Linked DNA regions of Mus musculus: region 1 is linked to region 2. Evidence: chromatin contacts called from public Hi-C data. All regions are on one chromosome and are shown on one strand. Each heading gives the region's core, a stretch centred on a gene start, on an enhancer-like site or on the middle of the called end of the contact. The rest is flanking DNA. Distances are from core to core; before and after follow the strand shown.

The links. A called contact is a pair of places that touch in the nucleus more often than the background predicts.
Region 1: a Hi-C map of liver shows a contact between it and region 2, with 5 times the contacts expected there. The contact joins two enhancer-like sites. A contact is called at or near these places in 9 of 39 promoter capture datasets (the 3T3-L1 cell line, the C10 cell line, the HPC-7 cell line and 6 more), 1 of 15 datasets of contacts at CTCF or cohesin (pro-B cells), 4 of 484 Hi-C or Micro-C datasets (cerebral cortex, cortical neurons and liver) and 5 of 115 datasets of contacts at active chromatin or transcription factors (the NIH/3T3 cell line, embryonic fibroblasts, embryonic stem cells and 2 more).

What each region holds. Positions count from the first base shown.
Region 1 is chr13:75,751,267-75,755,416 of GRCm38.p6, reverse strand. All of the region lies in intron 4 of Ell2 (elongation factor for RNA polymerase II 2), which reads right to left. Among named protein-coding and RNA genes, the nearest start is that of Ell2, 46 kb to the right of the region's middle. Within about 2 kb of position 2,151, at least 113 of the 459 cell types and tissues checked have an H3K27ac peak or open chromatin away from gene starts, as enhancers often do. A contact at or near this core is called in liver, where this site is marked.
Region 2 is chr13:75,223,531-75,227,544 of GRCm38.p6, reverse strand. No RefSeq gene overlaps it. Among named protein-coding and RNA genes, the nearest start is that of Pcsk1, 140 kb to the right of the region's middle. Within about 2 kb of position 1,739, at least 14 of the 459 cell types and tissues checked have an H3K27ac peak or open chromatin away from gene starts, as enhancers often do. A contact at or near this core is called in liver, where this site is marked.

The DNA of each region.
Region 1 (4,150 bases), core at 902-3,401, 530 kb before region 2:
AGTAGAATCTTTTCACTTTTTTACTACACCTTATACCCAACTCCATTCCCTCTGGTTAAGTAAGGGGCGGGGGAGGACTGGAAATGACACATCAAACAGTGACTGTAGTAGTACTAAGACTAAAAAAGTAGAAACGACCGATAAGTAAAAACGTAAAGGCAAGTCTCATGAGCTATGTCTGAAGGCAAGCAAGCTTCAGGAACTCTGCTCATTAGCGTTTCTGTCCAGGCTGGGCCCAGATAGAACTTTGGTATCAGCTACCTCATTCCTAGGAAACTGTCAGCTGATACACATCACCAATTGGGACATAAGTGATGGCAAATATCAATTGAAATTACTGTACAGTGAAGAAATATAACACTAAGAAATACTGCCTAGTGATAAGAAAACTAGTTAAATTTAATCATGTAAAGTTTAAAAGATAGACTGATAGCTGTTTTCTCCATATTTCATAATTTAGGGTATGCTAGATCAATATCAGATGGACTAATATTTACCATGCACTGATTATGGTGTGGTGGTGGAACGGCTCTGTATACTAAGGGCTTCATGTCAGTAATTTTTTCAAGGTGAGTCTTATCTTTATTTCACAGTAGAGAAATCTGGGGTTTTCAGTCGGAGATGCTCAAAATAGTAAAATGCTTATTTTAGCATGGTGGGAAGGTCTGGGATTACGCCCAAATCTTACTTGTACGTCTTGGTGGGAAAGGTTTTATGAATAAATGCCTAATGCTCTCCTGTTGTTTCATGTTGGTCTGTAAGCTCTGTGAGGGCAGGGCTATGGCTGCTTTCCACCAGCAGAATGAGTCAGTACTAATGACTGAGTGACAGCAAGCAGAAGGGCAGGAGTGAACACAGTCTGTACTTTCCCACATTGCCAGACTGCGAGGACACACGAACATCGCTAAATGCAAACCTTATGGTCTATCATTTCTCAGCTGTGACAGTATTAACATCACATTCTTTGATTGTTCAACAAAAATTTCTGGAGAAGAAATAAGGTCAGTGTCATGATCATTTAGGAAATACTCGAAATGCCACACTTTCCTCCCATTTGCCAGCTCCTGCGAGAAAGAACCTGCTTAACTTTTTTTTCCCAACAAAGCTGTCATTGAGACAGAACTCAGGCCAGCGCAAGAAGAGCTGATCCAGCAGGCTTCTTCTATTTGGTCTGCTTCAGATCCTTGCTCTCAAAATGGGCTCCAGACGTTGCTACGTTTTCTTGTGCCCCTTGAGAAGCAGGCACAGGAAAATAAAGGAGGCTCATTTAGCCCTGAAGAGGAAAGGGAGTGTGATATTTGATTTAAAATTTGGATTCTGATGAGGGAGAAGGCTGAGTCTTAACCGAGGCCTAGTGGTGGGTCTTCTGGTACCTGCTCCCAATACACCAACGTCACTATTCCTTCAGATGGCTGGTAGTTGGGTGACTATCTCTTGCAAATGGTTGAATGAACTAAAAACCCAATAACACTGGCACTGATTTACATCTAAACATCATTTGCTTACACTCCCTCTAAACCTTCTGTGCCTATTCAAACAGGAAGGAGACCCCAAGATTAATGAAAGAGATGCTATAGATGAAGAACACTTAGTGCCATAGACATTAATAGAATTGAGATGCTAAAGAAAAAGTAATGTGGGAAGATGGTAAGTTCAAAGGAGTCAGAGCAGTTGTATTTTTATTTTTAATATTTGCCTCAGAAAGGCCCCATGGGAAAAGTTAATTCTCTTCCCAAACCCAACTAACTGCTAATCAATTCCCCAGGCTCCTTTATATACTGCAGCAGTACTTGGTACCAACAGGGCAAACTAAACTGGGGTTATATCTGACGCACAGTTATATTTATGAGTTCATCTCTAGTTCCTCCATTTAGTACTAGATGGCAAAGTTATTTATCCTTCAGCAGTGGCTGTGAGTCAACAATGTGAAAGGAAATGTTAATTTGGGCCATCAGAAAGACAGGAGCAAGGAAGCCATCCTTTATGGACAGTATCAGCAGGGAAGCAAGGATGGCTTCAACTCTGTCTAAATAACTAATCTATGCAGTAGCTTCTGCTTGCACCATTTGGCACCTGTGGTACTTTTTCAAAGGTCTATTTATTACACACACACACACACACACACACACACACACACACACACACACACACAATCTCTCTCTCTCTCAGGCACAATGCCAGAACAGATATTAGATGTTCTCTAGTTCAGATACTCTATCTATGCTAACTTATCAAAAGTAAGGATAGTGGGGAAATTGGGAAAAGAATCACCAATATCAGATCTGCTGGGTTATTTTGTACACTCACATGAGTATCAATATATACAAAGATTTGTAATTCAACAAAATTCCAGTAGTTAGGTAGAAGTCAAGAGGTGGATTTGACCTATTAGGAAACAAAGTGGTGGAGATTAGTAACATTTTCTTATGGAAAATGTTCACTATAGACAGAAACATTCAGGACTAGAGTGGAAGAAGTAACTATCATTCATGTTGTCCAAGTAAAAGCATTTTCCTGGTTCCCCTCCAAACAGGATTTGCTTTTTGTTTCCCACAGGAGAGTTTCAGAAGCTTGCAGCCCAGGAAACTAGGCCAGATGACCCTAGACTCCTAGCAGAGCAAACTTCATCCTTAAGCTTGGCTTGAGGCCTAGCTTAGCTGGCAGAGGCCCAGCCTGGCACTATGCCACACCACACCACAGCAAGACCAGCATGACTCTTGTCTGCCTCCACCCAGGCTCATACCATTGAAAGGAACCTTGTTCTGCAAGTCTGCAGGTACCTAGGCTGTCATAGGTAAGCATTTGGTATTGTTTTACACGGTATACTCAAATTATGAGCTAAACTGGTAATTCCTGCTGTTTATGAATGAGAATAAAATTTGATCATGAGGACATGCTCATTATCATTAATTTTTGAGCCCAACAATTTGACGTGTAAAATGTGTACAACCTATTTCACAGAGTAATCATGCGAGTCATCCGAGGAACTACGTACACAGTACTAACATACACCTTGTACATAATGAGCATCCAATAAGTACTGAGTAATATTAGCACTATAGGTTGATTCATTAACATTTTAAAGAACTGAATAAGCCAGGCATTATAAAAAGTAAGAAAATACAAATTGAGCTGCCCAGCAGGAAAGGATCAAGTGGTGAAGAACAGACAACAGCAAACCTCAAGTGCAACACAGCCAGGGAGAGTAAAACTCAAGGTAAACAACAGAAAATCCCATGGTCCCCTGGAGCTCATCTGGCTCTGACTAAACACCATTTGGTTCTAAACTCCGAGGTGGGAAACTAGAAGCAGTCCAGGGATTACACCACAAACATTTTAAAGGTTGCGATGCCGGCCATATTAAGGAACATTAAAAGGAGCTGGGGTTAAGTGATTTGGAGAAAAATGGCTGAGGAGGTTCATGGAGGATTTCAGATCAGAGAAGAGCACTGTACAGTGAGAGTGAGTGGGTGGAGGACAGAGCTGGGAGGAGGAGAAGAATGAAGAGCCACTTGAGGATGGCAGAGATAATGTGGGGCTCTGATGAGGCTGAGAGAGAATTTTGTTCAGATTTAACCTTTGATAAACATAGATTGGGTTACCCCTAAGATATATGGAAATGACAATCCCTATAAGAAAGCTTGGGAACTCTAAAATACCTGGTACCATTAGAATGTGCATGGTCGGAGAGATTATGGATGTCGAAGTGTTTGTTATATGAACTGAGTGTGGGGGCTCGTGCAGTCCTCTCTTTCACGATGCTGAGGCCGGTAGGAGGTTTGCAAATTGAAAACCAGCCTGTTTGACATAGTAAATTTCAGGGTACCCTGGACTACAGGGTGAGATTCTTCAAAGCAACCCAGCCCACCCACCTTCTTAGCCAGTTATATAAACTGTAAATAAATTGTACTTAGTCTCTACACTAACAAAACATATCACCAACACAGAGGGCAATCAGTGGTAAAGTATAGGAGTCTTTGCTGATTTTCAAGCTTTAGAATAAATCTAGGTAAGAGTTTGCAGCTAGTTATATTAGGGGGAAAATCATTTTGATGATTTGAGTATTTTCTACATTTAATCCAATATCATTGCTTATAAAATGATATTAGATTAAAGCAACACTTTTAAAAACAGTTGATAGATAATTTAT
Region 2 (4,014 bases), core at 490-2,989:
GTAAACATAAGAATCAGGCCATAGCTCAGCGATATGCCCCAATTCTTGCCTGGCATTTGGAAAGCTGGAAAATTTAAACCTGATGCTTAACAAACCCTACAACTAAAACTAGGCTGAAGCAAAAATAAAACTTACTTTGGAGCGTTTAAGAATTTGTTCTGTGAAGAGAGCAAACACAGTCACCCTGACAAGCTACTTCATCCAGTGCAACCCTTACTTAACACCAGTATATCCTTTTTTTGGTTTTCAACCACGGAAAGGATGATGGTAAAGGCAACTATAATCTCTATATATCTATATATAATACTGGTTAATATTATGTAAAGCTGTATTTTATGTAATTTATGGTTTTGCTACAGAGTGACTTTAGAGAATTCTCTAATATGATAGAGCAAGAGTAAATTATTAGAAAACTATTAAATAATATTAAATTATATTCATAGACACACTGGTAGAAGATGCCACAAAGCCACACAGCAACTGGGCATCAAGGTGTCTGAATTTCTGTAGATGCTAGCTGGCTGCTCTGAAATGCATGTAGCCACATCTGCACTTGGGGCTCATAATGTGTGCTTGTGCAGAGTGTCACATTAACATCTTGCTTGGCATATGCCCTTTTAGATGAAAGACACTGCTAAGATTAAAGCTGACCTGCTGTATTGGGCAAAGGGCAGCCTGGATGCAGGGACACTCTTCTTCTGTCCACTGTCTGTGACTTTAGAAGTCCTCAGGGCAGGATCAGAGAATGGAGAACTAAGAACATACTTCAGATGTCTTAGAAACCAATAAAACTGTTGCTTGACCTCTTCTTTCTTAAGTTGCCAAAGCCATGGGGAAAGCTCTTTTCCTTCCTCCCTCTGTCCCTCTCTTATTCTCTCTTCTTCCAGCATTACCACCACCACCACCACTTCTTCCTATACCTCCTCCTTCTCCTTCTCCTTCTCCTTCTCCATCTTGTTATTCTTTTGTCTTAGCTTCATCTACTCAGAATCACTTGTTAGAAGAACTTGAGGTAACTTTTTTTAAAAGGGAAAAGGATGGACAGATTTTACTTAGAGTGTCTTGTTCATCCCTATTTTTTCAAGCCTGAAATTTACAAAATAGAAGTTGTTCAACTGCTGCTGCTTACATAAATCTCAGGAAAAGCCAAGTATCAGACAGAAAGGTTAAAAGAGAAAAAAGAAAAAGAAATGAAAATAAAATCTACTTTTGGTCTGCTTTCGTGTTTTAAACACATATTTCAGGCCTCAGGTTCCAACACGCCAGGTCACGACTGTACTCCGTTTTGCATGGTTCCTTGTTTTATAACCTAACATTATGTTTCATCCCTTCCTGTTTTGCTTGTGCTCTGCTTCATTTATTATCCCTTCTTTCTTCATTTGAAATCCTTGTTTACTATGTTAGAGTTCCGTGGGGCGTGGAACTTACAGTATCAGTAACTCCCAAAGCCCAGAGAATATATAAACATAATAAAATGCCTGGACTTTGACTCTGGAAGAGAAACATGTGATCAACTACAACTTCCCTAAAGATAACTGCTCTGAAGTTTAGTTCACAGAAATTTAATGTTCCATAATATAAATGGCTCACCTGTTGCTTTTGATGAGTTCTAGCCCACTCTTCCTGGATGTGGACTCCTGGGAAGAGGGTCTTTGAGATAGCAGATGGCTCAGCCCAGAGGTGAGGTCATTGAAAGAACATGGTAACACTTTGTACTTGGAAGACTGCCTGACTATTTGTGCCTCAGAGCCTTGGATTCTGGTCCTTGCTTAGACCTTTGCACCTTGGCAAGCCCAATTTATCTTTCAGTCTTGAACTGAGTGCCACTGTCGTGGTAGCAATTCTGAGTGTCCGTCTATGGATTGGCCTATGGGTACAGTAACTATGCACAACAGCACCATAACTTGCTCTAGCTTGGAAATAAAAATGTTTATGAGGGAAAAGATGGCAACAAACATCTCTCTTAATACTGAATAAAGTAAGGAGAGGCCAGGTGCCTGGCTTCAGTGGTTCTTAGCAATGATCTTAACTACTGTCAGGTACCGATACCATCCATGCGCTTTAGCTATGCAACTTGATTTGAGCACTATATGAGAGAAGAGTGGAATCACAACTTTGATACCATACTGCCAAGAAAACGTGTATATAACCACAAGAAAATTATTTGAATATCTTCATGCATCTATAAGAGAAAATGTAAATGTAAAAACCAGTATCAATAATAAAATCTCTACTTGGCTTTTATGGAGGGTCCCAGGTAGCTTTTAGGGAATATTTTAAGTTGGGAGAGCCTTTTAAAAATTCAAGGCATTGCCATATTCCAATTTTTGGTCATGGCATTATATATTATATATGCAAAATGAAAAGGGATTAAGCAAAAATCACGCAGTGAGCTGAGGAAAATCCAAAGCATAAAAATCCCACATTGGACACAAAACAGCATGTAGGCATGTAATACAGATTTGTAGTTGCAGGCAGATGCATACCAGTCCTTATCTTTGAGGACAAGCAAAAGTGTGTCCTGCCTAGTTCAGAGACTCTGTACCTGACTTGCAGGAACAGCCAATAGGTGACCCCATGGACCCAGCACTGCAGAGAATGCAGGGAACACAAGTCAGCTGTGCAGGGCCATTTCCCCAGTATCACTTCAGATGAAGATGAAGAACTCTCAGCTCTGCCTTCATCATGCCTACCAGGATAGGAGGATAGGCTATACTCACACAGAATCTGAGAACTCATCTTCAATGACCTCTGTCTTAGGGCTTCCATTGCTTTGAAGAGACACCAGGACCAGTTCTCTTAGAAAAGAGAATATTTAATTGAGGCTGAATTATAGGTTCAGAAGTTCAGTCTATTATTATCAAGACAGGAAGATGGCAGCTTCCAGGCAGGCATGGCACTGGAGGAGCTAAGAGTTCTACATCTTCATCCAAAGGACTATCTTCCAAGAAGCTAGGAGGAGGGTCTTAAAGCCCACTCCTACAGTGACACATTGTTAGTAAGGACACACCTCCTGTCATAGAGTTTCATCACTGTGAACAGACACCATAACCAAGGCAAGTCTTAGAAAGTACATTTACTAGGGACTGGATTACAGATCCAGAGGTGCAGTCCATTATTATTAAAGTGGGAATATGGCAGTATCCTGGTAGGCATGATGAAGGCAGAGCTGAGAGTTCTTCATCTTCATCTGAAGGCTGCTAGTAGAAAACTCCCTTCCAGGCAGCTAGGATGAGGGCCTTAAATCCCACACCCACATCCAACAAGGCCATACCTACTCTCATGTCTTCTAATAGTGCCACTCCCTGGGCAAGCATATTCAAACCACAACATTCCACTCTCTGGCCCCCATAGGCTTGTACAAACACATAAACCTGTGGGGGTCATATCTAGCTATAGTATAATAAAAAAAAGTACATTTAGTCCAACTTCCAAAGTCCCCATAGTCTATAGCAGTCTCAACAATGTTAAAAGTCCAAAGTTCAAAGTCTCTCCTGAGATCCATCCAGTCATTTAACTGTAATCCCTGAGTAAAGACAGGAAATCAGATGGTCAAACTCCAAATTCTGAATCACCATATGTCAAAGGAGTCTTCAGATCTCCAAATCCTTTTTCATCTTTGTTGACTGTAGCAAACTTCTTTCTCCTGGGCTGGTTCCACTCTCTGTTAGCAGCATTCCTCAAGATATCTACTATGGCTCTGGCATCTGGAGAATCTTGGGGTCTCCAAGGCAACTTCGATGTTATAGATTCTTGTTTCAATGTCTGGGATCCACATATGATCTTCTGGCCTCCTCCAAAGGGCTGGTGTCACTTCTCCAGCTCTGCCCTCTGTAGAACTCTAAGCTCAGGTTGATCCACTCCACTGCTGCTACTGTTCTTGGTGATCATCCCATGGTACTGACATTTCCAATATGCTGGGATCTTCTGCTGCAACTAGGCTTCACTAAAAGCCTCTCATAGGCTCTCTTCATAGTACCAAGCCTCACCTCTTTTGCATGACCCCTTTAGTAC